3 separate regions of the Mus musculus genome follow, and all the other regions are linked to region 2. The links are chromatin contacts, called in public HiChIP or PLAC-seq maps. All regions are on one chromosome and are shown on one strand. The core of a region is the stretch at or near the end of the contact, and the rest is flanking DNA. Distances in the headings are between cores, read along the strand shown.

Region 1 (2,711 bases), core at 81-2,580, 890 kb before region 2:
GAAACCAGTTTCACTATTTCCTTTTGAGTTTTAAAATGACACATTCAAACTTCTTTTACATTGCCTTCCTTGATAGCTTCTTACAAGGACAAAACTTACTCAAATTTCCTCCTAGGAAATTGAAGCCATTTGTAAAGACACAAAGGTCTCTGAGATGGAAGAAAATGGGAGGTGCTCGTTTTTCAGAGGCTGTGGTAACTAACATGGGATTGAGGGAGAGCTTGCTGATGCTGTCCACCACAATGCTGGACTCTGTGCTTGGGGACAGGTCTCACAGCATGGCTGTGGCTGACTGGAACACATTCGCAGTGGTGTCATGGTGAGGATTTCTTTCGGATGCGTTCACCTCTCTTGCTGTGAACATCACTAAAAAGGTAGATGACAGAACTCTAGCCGGTGACTTGCGGTCAACAGTGTCTGAAGCGTCCCCAATTAAGGAAAGCAATGCTCTTATTCAACTTTTAAAAAAAATGCCATATATTTATTGCCCCTCTTTGCACAGTTTTGTCAGGAGAAGCAGCATAAACTGACAGTTAATAGGCCATTGCAGCCAGGCATTTAAGTTCAGATCTAATTCTGCTTCTCCTGGTCTTCTCTGAACACTTCTGTAGAATAAAGATTATGATATTTCTGGGAGTTGCAGTCTAAGAAAAGATTAACTTAGGACAAATAGACCACACACACACACACACACACACACACACACACACACACACACACAGAGTGCAGTTACACTAAAACAGTCAGTATCCTTGTGGAATGACAATGAGGAAAAGATGACTATGAAGAAAGATGAATCTTCTCGGACGTCAAAACGAACACAGGATTCAGAAGGAATCGGAGGAAATGCCCAGTTATCTTGTAGACCTTGAAGTGTTTACTCAGAAGCAACCGAATGCAGCTGCCCTCTGTCCACGGACAGGCTGAGGAGAGATCAGTCGGCTCATTGGTTTTGTCAAACCCCAAAGCACAAACCCCTAATATCTAAAAGCCACGTAGTCAGAGATAGACCGTCGACTTTTGTTATGGAGAGCAGACTGAGCAGGCTCTGCGGAAATTGGGAGCGCCTCCTCTTTTCTGAGTTGTATAAATTTTAGAAGACTCACTACAGGGGTTAGCATTGCTTTCGCGGACCCAACCCCCCCCCCGCCCCCCCCGGAGCGTTCTTCCTGTTGCTGGGGGCTTTGCTGCTTTTTGTTTGTAGACTCACGCTCTCTAATGCTAAACTTGAAACACTGGAAGACCCGGAACTCACTGTACATTGAACAAAGCGAGCTATCAACATCAAAATGAGTCAGATAGGCCCATTCCCAGTAAAAGCCTAGCGTCGCGGACGCCAGTGAACACTGGAGGGCAGTAACACACAGCGCATATCGCCTCTCTCCCTTAAACACTTAGTGAAATGAGTTAATCCGGTTTTTCTCCAGTTCTCCATGTTGAAGATTATTTCCCCATAGTTTTTACTGGTCCAGCGAGAGATGGGCTCCATTTGGCCTTATTTCATGGTGGAATGATCAAAAGATGTGTTTCTTTATATTTGTGTCCTCAAGTCGTACCCTCCAGCTTTAAGAGCTGTTAGATAGACTATGGCTGGGCCTGGGCTGCCCAGGCTGTTTTCCTAGCTATCGGGATGAGGCACGAGGGAATGTGACTTCTGCTTGGCAGATCTTTTGGGGTTGTGCTCACCTTGAGACAATTGAGGTGAAGCACTGTGTGTGTGTGTGTGTGTGTGTGTGTGTGTGTTGGCGGGGGGTGAGGGGGCATGCTGGGGGTGTGTGATAAGAAGCACCCTGTAGGAGAGAAGTGAGGAGACCTATGGTGCCAGAACAGATGGAGCACAAGAGAGGCCGGAATTGGCCATCCTCCAGATGGAAGGCAACATGAGTCCCTGTATAGAGCCAACTCCAGCAGAACACACAACAGCATCCAGGCCCTGGCTTTCCAACCTTGGCCCAACCTGGAATGGTTCAGCTCAAGTACCACAGCTATCACTCTGGGGACTTTGGACAGGGAAGGGCACTAAAAACCAATCCAAAATAGGAGATTATCACAACACTCCAACTTTGTAAGCAAAGGTTATAAGCTTTTACAGAGCATAGAAGAGACAGAAATTGACAAAGATGTGATGGCGCCCAAAAATATGTATAAGCTACAATTTCAAATGGAGAAATATTTACATAATAGCTACTGAGTGTACAGGGTTCCTGCCGGAATCAGGCATCGTTAAAACTCATTCAGTCCTTGTGGATGGTCCCATGTACCACGTACCACAGTATTCCGTGTTTTATAGACCGTACTTGGGACAAAAAGATGCTAAATGACTCTCTAGGGATGCCCTGCCTGTAAGCATCAGGGCTGAGATTGAGCCCAAGCAGCAGCTCTTTACAGTATGAGAAACACGAAGTTTCTTCCTGAAATGAAAAGAAACTTTTTGAGTTTTAGTATCTGGGTTTGCTGTGGAGTCCTTTGAACACCGGCATTGTAGATTTGCACAAGGAAAGACGCTGCTCTACAATTAGTAAGGGATGTGAAATCCATGCTGGGATTTTACTTGTATCTCAACCTCACCTCCTGACAAAGGAAACTGTTTTAACTTGGTACACCCATTAGTAGAAATCAAACATCCCTAGTGGGACAGCTCGTCTTTCTGATCTTTTTAGCATTGGAGATATCTGGCATGGAATCTAAACAAAGAATGTGTTCAACAAATA
Region 2 (2,700 bases), core at 171-2,670:
ATTCGCACGCCTATTACAGTGAGGTAGTTTTTTTAATAATGAGAGGGAAGAACATGCATTCTAAGTGCCCTCTGCCTTCTCTGGGTATTTCTGGGCTGACAGATCTGCAAGGAAACTCTTCTCCTGTGGAAATGGGGCTTTGCTCACTGCTTTATTCTTTATCCGAAATGGTGTTCCTGGACTGATAAGGAGGAAAGACAACCTTATTGGATACTTAACACTTGTTTAATATATTAATAAAAACCCTCCTGGCCCGTTCAGGCTTTGCTTGATTTGAGTGAAACAGGCTCCCAATCTTCGGGCCTTTTCCCGTAGCCATGCGGACACTCTGGAGCCCATTAGTACTTCCTACAGCTGGATTGCACCTCAGAGGTCAACCTGCCTGGCCCTATTTCCACTGCGAAGAGGAAAGAGGTGGTACCCCACTCAAAATTTTGTTGTTTTGTCATAGCAGCTCTGAGAAAGCCTGAGTCAGGTGTCCGATGAAGAATGTTTGGGGTTAAGTGAGGGTTAAATCAGCCTTTCTTTCCTGTCATGGGTTAAATCAGATAATTAAAAGCTGTCAAGGTGTCAAAACCCAGCACTTGTTTCACAACAAATTTCAACATCCTCATCCTGGAGTCTTTGTCAAGGGCTTCTTTTAAACTAGGGGCTCTAAATGAGTCTTATTGTACCTTTAAACTTGTAAGTATTGGATGTTTCAAATTGTCAATCCACAAAGAAAGGTTTTGCCAGCCCTTTATTTTTAAACCAAGACCCCAATACAGAAAATAACTAAAGCCGTTGTTAGGTTTAGTTAGGACCTTTCCAAACCATCTATAGTATTCTTTTCCAAACTCAAAGGGGAAAATAAAAAGGCACTTTATAGAAGAGGAAGAGAACGCTAGCACCGAATACACTTAAAGGGCACATTCAGTCCCGACTAGGGCTTGGTCCCTTTATAGCATATGTTCTATATTGACGGGGATTAAGTTTCTCTCCTGAATGGAACAATACACCGTCACAGGGAGCTACTGTACTTTCCAGAGCAACAGACACCAGCCTAGGCAAATGGCAAACAGAATCGCGTCTCACAGAGCACTAACCAGGTTTGTTCAGAGCGCAGCCCTGCTTCCTCTTTGAGCTTTGCGCTTCTGCCAGTGCACATCTATCTCTCCTCTTCTCGGGCTCAGCTCCTTGCTCCCCTGCCTTTCAGTCCCTTTCTCTCTTTTCTGCTCACACTGTTCACTTTCTCTGCGCACCCCCCCCCCAACCGCTTTGTTATTCAGCATGTCTGATTAGCAGGAGTCTGATTGGCTGGCTGCCTGCTCTAGAGAGATTCCATTCAGCTTACCCCCCACCCATCCACCCACCCACCCTCGCTCAGGAAATGTGAGCGGGGCTGATGGAAGCTGATAGGCAGGGCTGGAGTGTGAGCCCCAGCACTGGATGTGACAGCAGCGGGCAGAGGAGCACTTAGCAGCTTATTCAGTGTCCGATTCGGATTCCGGCAAAGATCCAAGTATGGAATGCTGCCGTCGGGCAGCTCCTGGCACACCGCTGCTCGTTCTGGCTTTCCTACTCCTGGTAAATGCCTTTTCATTTCAATACGTTACTATTGCCACTTGGTCTGGGTGCTGCTGGAGGGTGTGTGTGTGTGTGTGTGTGTGTGTGTGTGTGTGTACTTCTGTCTGTCTGTGTATGATCTTCCAACTCCAGGTAAAAGAATTTTCATGGCTTACAAAGTACACCTCAACTCTTTGAGAACTTTAACCCCAACTTTCCCAGCAAAATCAAATATAAAAGACTTTTTAGAGTTAGTGAATGATACTGATATTGAGACTTGAAATTCAGGGTATTCTTCTGCAGATATTATGTGCTGAAAACTATATAAATAACTGTGTTAGCATGGGATCCTGAGGACAGATGTCCTGAGATCAAACTCACTATGGTGATTTTGGGGTTTCTGAAGGCTAGGCGGTGAGGAGCTTGCTTGGTTCTTGTTTCCCCAGTGCCTGTGTGAATTATTTTCCTCCATACATAAAGACTCTTGAACCAGGTGAAAAAGGAAGGAACGAGAGCCCTGTTTACAATCAAACCAGAGTATAACCCATAATTACTATACACATTTATGGATTCAAGTTAATGCTAATGTTTATGAATTGAAGATTAAAGTCTTTGATCTCAGATCTACTTCTGAAGGCAAATAGAGATCCCTGGACTCCTTGTCCTGCTGATTTCCAGCCCCAGCGATAAGGCTCTTCTCTTGAACATCAGCACACATTGCATTTTTGACTCGAAGTAAATGTTCCATTGTGACTCATACTTGGTTTTATGGGCAGAAAATGAACATATACTGTCCAAAAAATCTACACTCAAAATATTAATAGCAATGCACATTTCTTTTAAACCAGAGTGTTCTGGGCAAGCAGTTTAGTAAACCTCATCTGAAAGTTTGATTCCAAAATGTGCACACTCTGATTGCAAAGAAACGTGACTCTAGCTCTTCCTGTCACAATTATGACACACCAGAACTACTTCAGAAGGAAGAGAAAGAGAAGACGAAGGTAAAAGTGTAACCGTTGTATAAGACACATTGTTTTGTTGATGGGGAAAGGTTAGTTTGTTCTGCTTTGATTCTGACAAATTGGATGGACATTGGAATTTTGATGAAGAGAAGGGAACCATTTGTTACAAATTGGAAAACTCCGGGAGGATCAG
Region 3 (2,700 bases), core at 30-2,529, 850 kb before region 2:
ATGCCTCCACGGTAGTTTAGAAATTAGAAAGTACCACAGATTGGAAGGTCTGGGCAGCAGCAAGGACCACAAGACTACAGACCCCTTCCTTCCTTTTGCTTTGCTTTGCAGACTGGAAGGGTATGCTCACTGCTCACTGCTCCGATATTCTGTTGTGCTGTGATTCACAGTAGCAAGGGTGAGTGGTACCCAGCCCGTGTCTAGAATCCCCTTGCACCTGCTCTTCCGTTCATCTTTACTCAAGCTGCAGAAGTCTACTGGCTTCCTTTACACCAGGCAGTAGAGGGGGGGGGGGCGGGAGGGGAACTGTATTTCTAGGAACCCAATCCAGGTCCTGTTGATTCTTTCCACATTCTCCGTAATTACTCTCCTCTTGGCGGCTCATCACTTTGATCCACACATGCAGGTGTGGCCTGCATCTGAGACTCTCCCACAAGCTCTTCCATACAAGACAAACTTGAAGTGGCTGCTCATAAGAGCACAGATTTCTGGTGCTGCTCTGGGCCCTTCACCCAGTCCCATCCACCCTTTGTCCCTATGTGGTGTTTGTATAACTTACTGCCTTTCCTTTCCTCATTATATAAAAATGTTAGAACGAAAAAAAAAAAGAAAGAAAAAAATGTCCATGATAATTGTGTGAATGCCAAGTTCGCATTCGTTTTTTTTTTCTTTTGAAAATAGAAGATTAAATGTTATTACTCATATCAATATATGCTATAGCTCATATCAATTCCATTCCAGTATCCCAGTCAAACTGTAGGGACCTCTCTTCATCTTAAGTAGTTAAGTTGTACTAGAACAGGAAAAAAAAAGTTGATAGATTTCCCTAAGGTGAAACAAGCTTAAGGGATATTAAAATCGAGGCAGAGAAATGTTTTCGGTGGCCAATCATGCGGGAAGGCAGGGCATGAAATGAGCAATAACTTATTCATGATCCAGATAAGCCGCCACCCTGCTTTTCAACCACAGGGAGGCCAGGCTCAAAGGGCAAGGGCAGTGCGCAGGCAGCACCACTGCGGCTACCTGGGAGCTGGGTCACCTGAGTCTAGACTGCCCAAAGGCGGTGATCCCTTTGCCAGGGCCACGAACGAACGACTCCCACAGCTGAAGACAGCCCAGGCTTCGGACCGTGGAGGGACTTTCGCCCCCGCACAGTGCGGGGGTTCCTCGCGCTCACCTGCCTCGGCTTGCGCCCTGGGCGGGGCTTCCCGCGTCCCCTTTAAGAGGCCGCATCACCCGCCCTGACGTCAGGGTGTCTCTCCGCACAAGCCCGCGTCCCGCGCCGCGCCCCCGCGCCAGCAGCTCCCGCGGTCGCACGACCAGCGGCGGCCCGGCGACCCCAGCCGCCTCTCCGCATCTGCATCTGCATCTGCCGGCCGCGCAGCCTCCCGCATCCCATCATGTCGGTGGCAGGGCTGAAGAAGCAGTTCCACAAAGCCACTCAGGTAGGGCGCGTGCAGGTGCGCCATGGGCCGCCCCGCAGACCGACAGACAGACGGCGTCCTCCCCTGCAACCCCTCCCTGTTCTGATCTGGTCCCCGCGGGGCGCTGCGCGGCAGCCTGGCTCCATAACCCGGCTCCCTGTCTCCGATCGGTGCTCGCTCCGCGAGTCTCCTCCCTGGCCGCTGCATCCCTGCTTCCTCTTCCCACTCCGAGTCCCTGTGGTCCCTGCCACTCTAGCACTCAGACCTCAGTTCCCTTCCCCTGGCATCTCTGCTCTCTGTCCCCGCTGTCTCGGTTCGCCGCCCACCGGGTTCCCAGGCAGTTAGTCCCTGCACGGCAGCTCTCAGGCTCTGCACGGAGGGTGCCGCGCAGGTGCTTGGCGGCGCGGCGGGAGATTATGTAAAGTCGCCTCGGTGCGGTGACCTTGCGGTGTGGTGTGCCCCACTGTCCTGGGATGTGCTGGCTGGAGCGAGGTTCGCTCTGGAGGCTGCGGAGGTGCCCGCGCTCTGCGCTTGCTCCAGGCTTTGCGCTCCCAGGCCTTCTCAGAACCCCTCCTTCCCAGGCCTCCCCAGGCTCCCAGCATGGGAGAATGTGGTTCCCCTAAGGAGCATGCATGCATTAACTTTTTTCCCTGGAGAACTCCTTGGTGAAGCTTATTTGAGGCCATGGTTTGATCAGTGGTCTGCAAGTCTTTAAAGTTCTCCCACGGGTTTTACTGCGGAGGCAGTTGTTAAAAACTTGAAAATCACTGTTTACTAGATGTGCCAAATTTTCTGTGTGGGGTAAGCTGAGATTAAAATTTAATCCAGACCCACATAATTTAAATCTCATTGGGCCCAACTCAGTGATTTTACAAAGAGAAAATGTCCAAAAATACTTACGATGTGACCCATTTCTTACATAATGTGTGGAGTTACAACCCTTTTATTCATTTGGAACAGGTTAAATTTTAAGATATATTTAACAAGAAACGACTTTATTGATAAACCGTAAAATACTTTTTGCGTAACCATTTAGCTTTAAAGATCCTTATCCTAAGCTAACCTTAATTGTGTGGCTTCTGTAATTTCTTGTTTTTTAAAAACATTACTTTTATCTTTTTTTACAATCCAGCCACTCCCTTCCCTCTGGGTCCCCCCTCCCACAGTTCCTCATCCCATTTCTCCCTCCTGTCTCCAAGAGGATGTCACGCACACCAGGTCTTCCCACTCCCAGGAATCTCAAGTCTCTCGCACATCTTCTTCCACTGAGGCCAGA

The links. HiChIP or PLAC-seq counts read pairs in DNA pulled down with a chosen protein or histone mark.
Region 1: a contact with region 2 is called in an H3K27ac HiChIP or PLAC-seq map of embryonic stem cells, with 8 times the contacts expected there. The contact joins the enhancer-like site here to the promoter of Adamtsl1 in region 2. A contact is called at or near these places in 7 of 39 promoter capture datasets (cranial neural crest, embryonic stem cells, frontonasal cranial neural crest and 4 more), 2 of 484 Hi-C or Micro-C datasets (cortical neurons and embryonic stem cells) and 4 of 115 datasets of contacts at active chromatin or transcription factors (astrocytes and embryonic stem cells).
Region 3: an H3K4me3 HiChIP or PLAC-seq map of embryonic stem cells shows a contact between it and region 2, with 9 times the contacts expected there. The contact joins the promoter of Sh3gl2 here to the promoter of Adamtsl1 in region 2. A contact is called at or near these places in 2 of 39 promoter capture datasets (both in embryonic stem cells), 8 of 115 datasets of contacts at active chromatin or transcription factors (astrocytes and embryonic stem cells) and 1 of 9 other capture datasets (embryonic stem cells).

What each region holds. Positions count from the first base shown.
Region 1 is chr4:85,161,596-85,164,306 of GRCm38.p6, forward strand. No RefSeq gene overlaps it. Among named protein-coding and RNA genes, the nearest start is that of Sh3gl2, 43 kb to the right of the region's middle. Within about 2 kb of position 1,331, at least 17 of the 459 cell types and tissues checked have an H3K27ac peak or open chromatin away from gene starts, as enhancers often do. A contact at or near this core is called in embryonic stem cells and hippocampal neurons, where this site is marked.
Region 2 is chr4:86,052,555-86,055,254 of GRCm38.p6, forward strand. It overlaps Adamtsl1 (ADAMTS-like 1), which reads left to right and starts at 1,421. Exons shown (of 29, transcript NM_001368621.1): 1 at 1,421-1,566. The coding sequence starts at 1,504.
Region 3 is chr4:85,204,177-85,206,876 of GRCm38.p6, forward strand. It overlaps Sh3gl2 (SH3-domain GRB2-like 2), which reads left to right and starts at 1,280. Exons shown (of 9, transcript NM_019535.2): 1 at 1,280-1,445. The coding sequence starts at 1,401.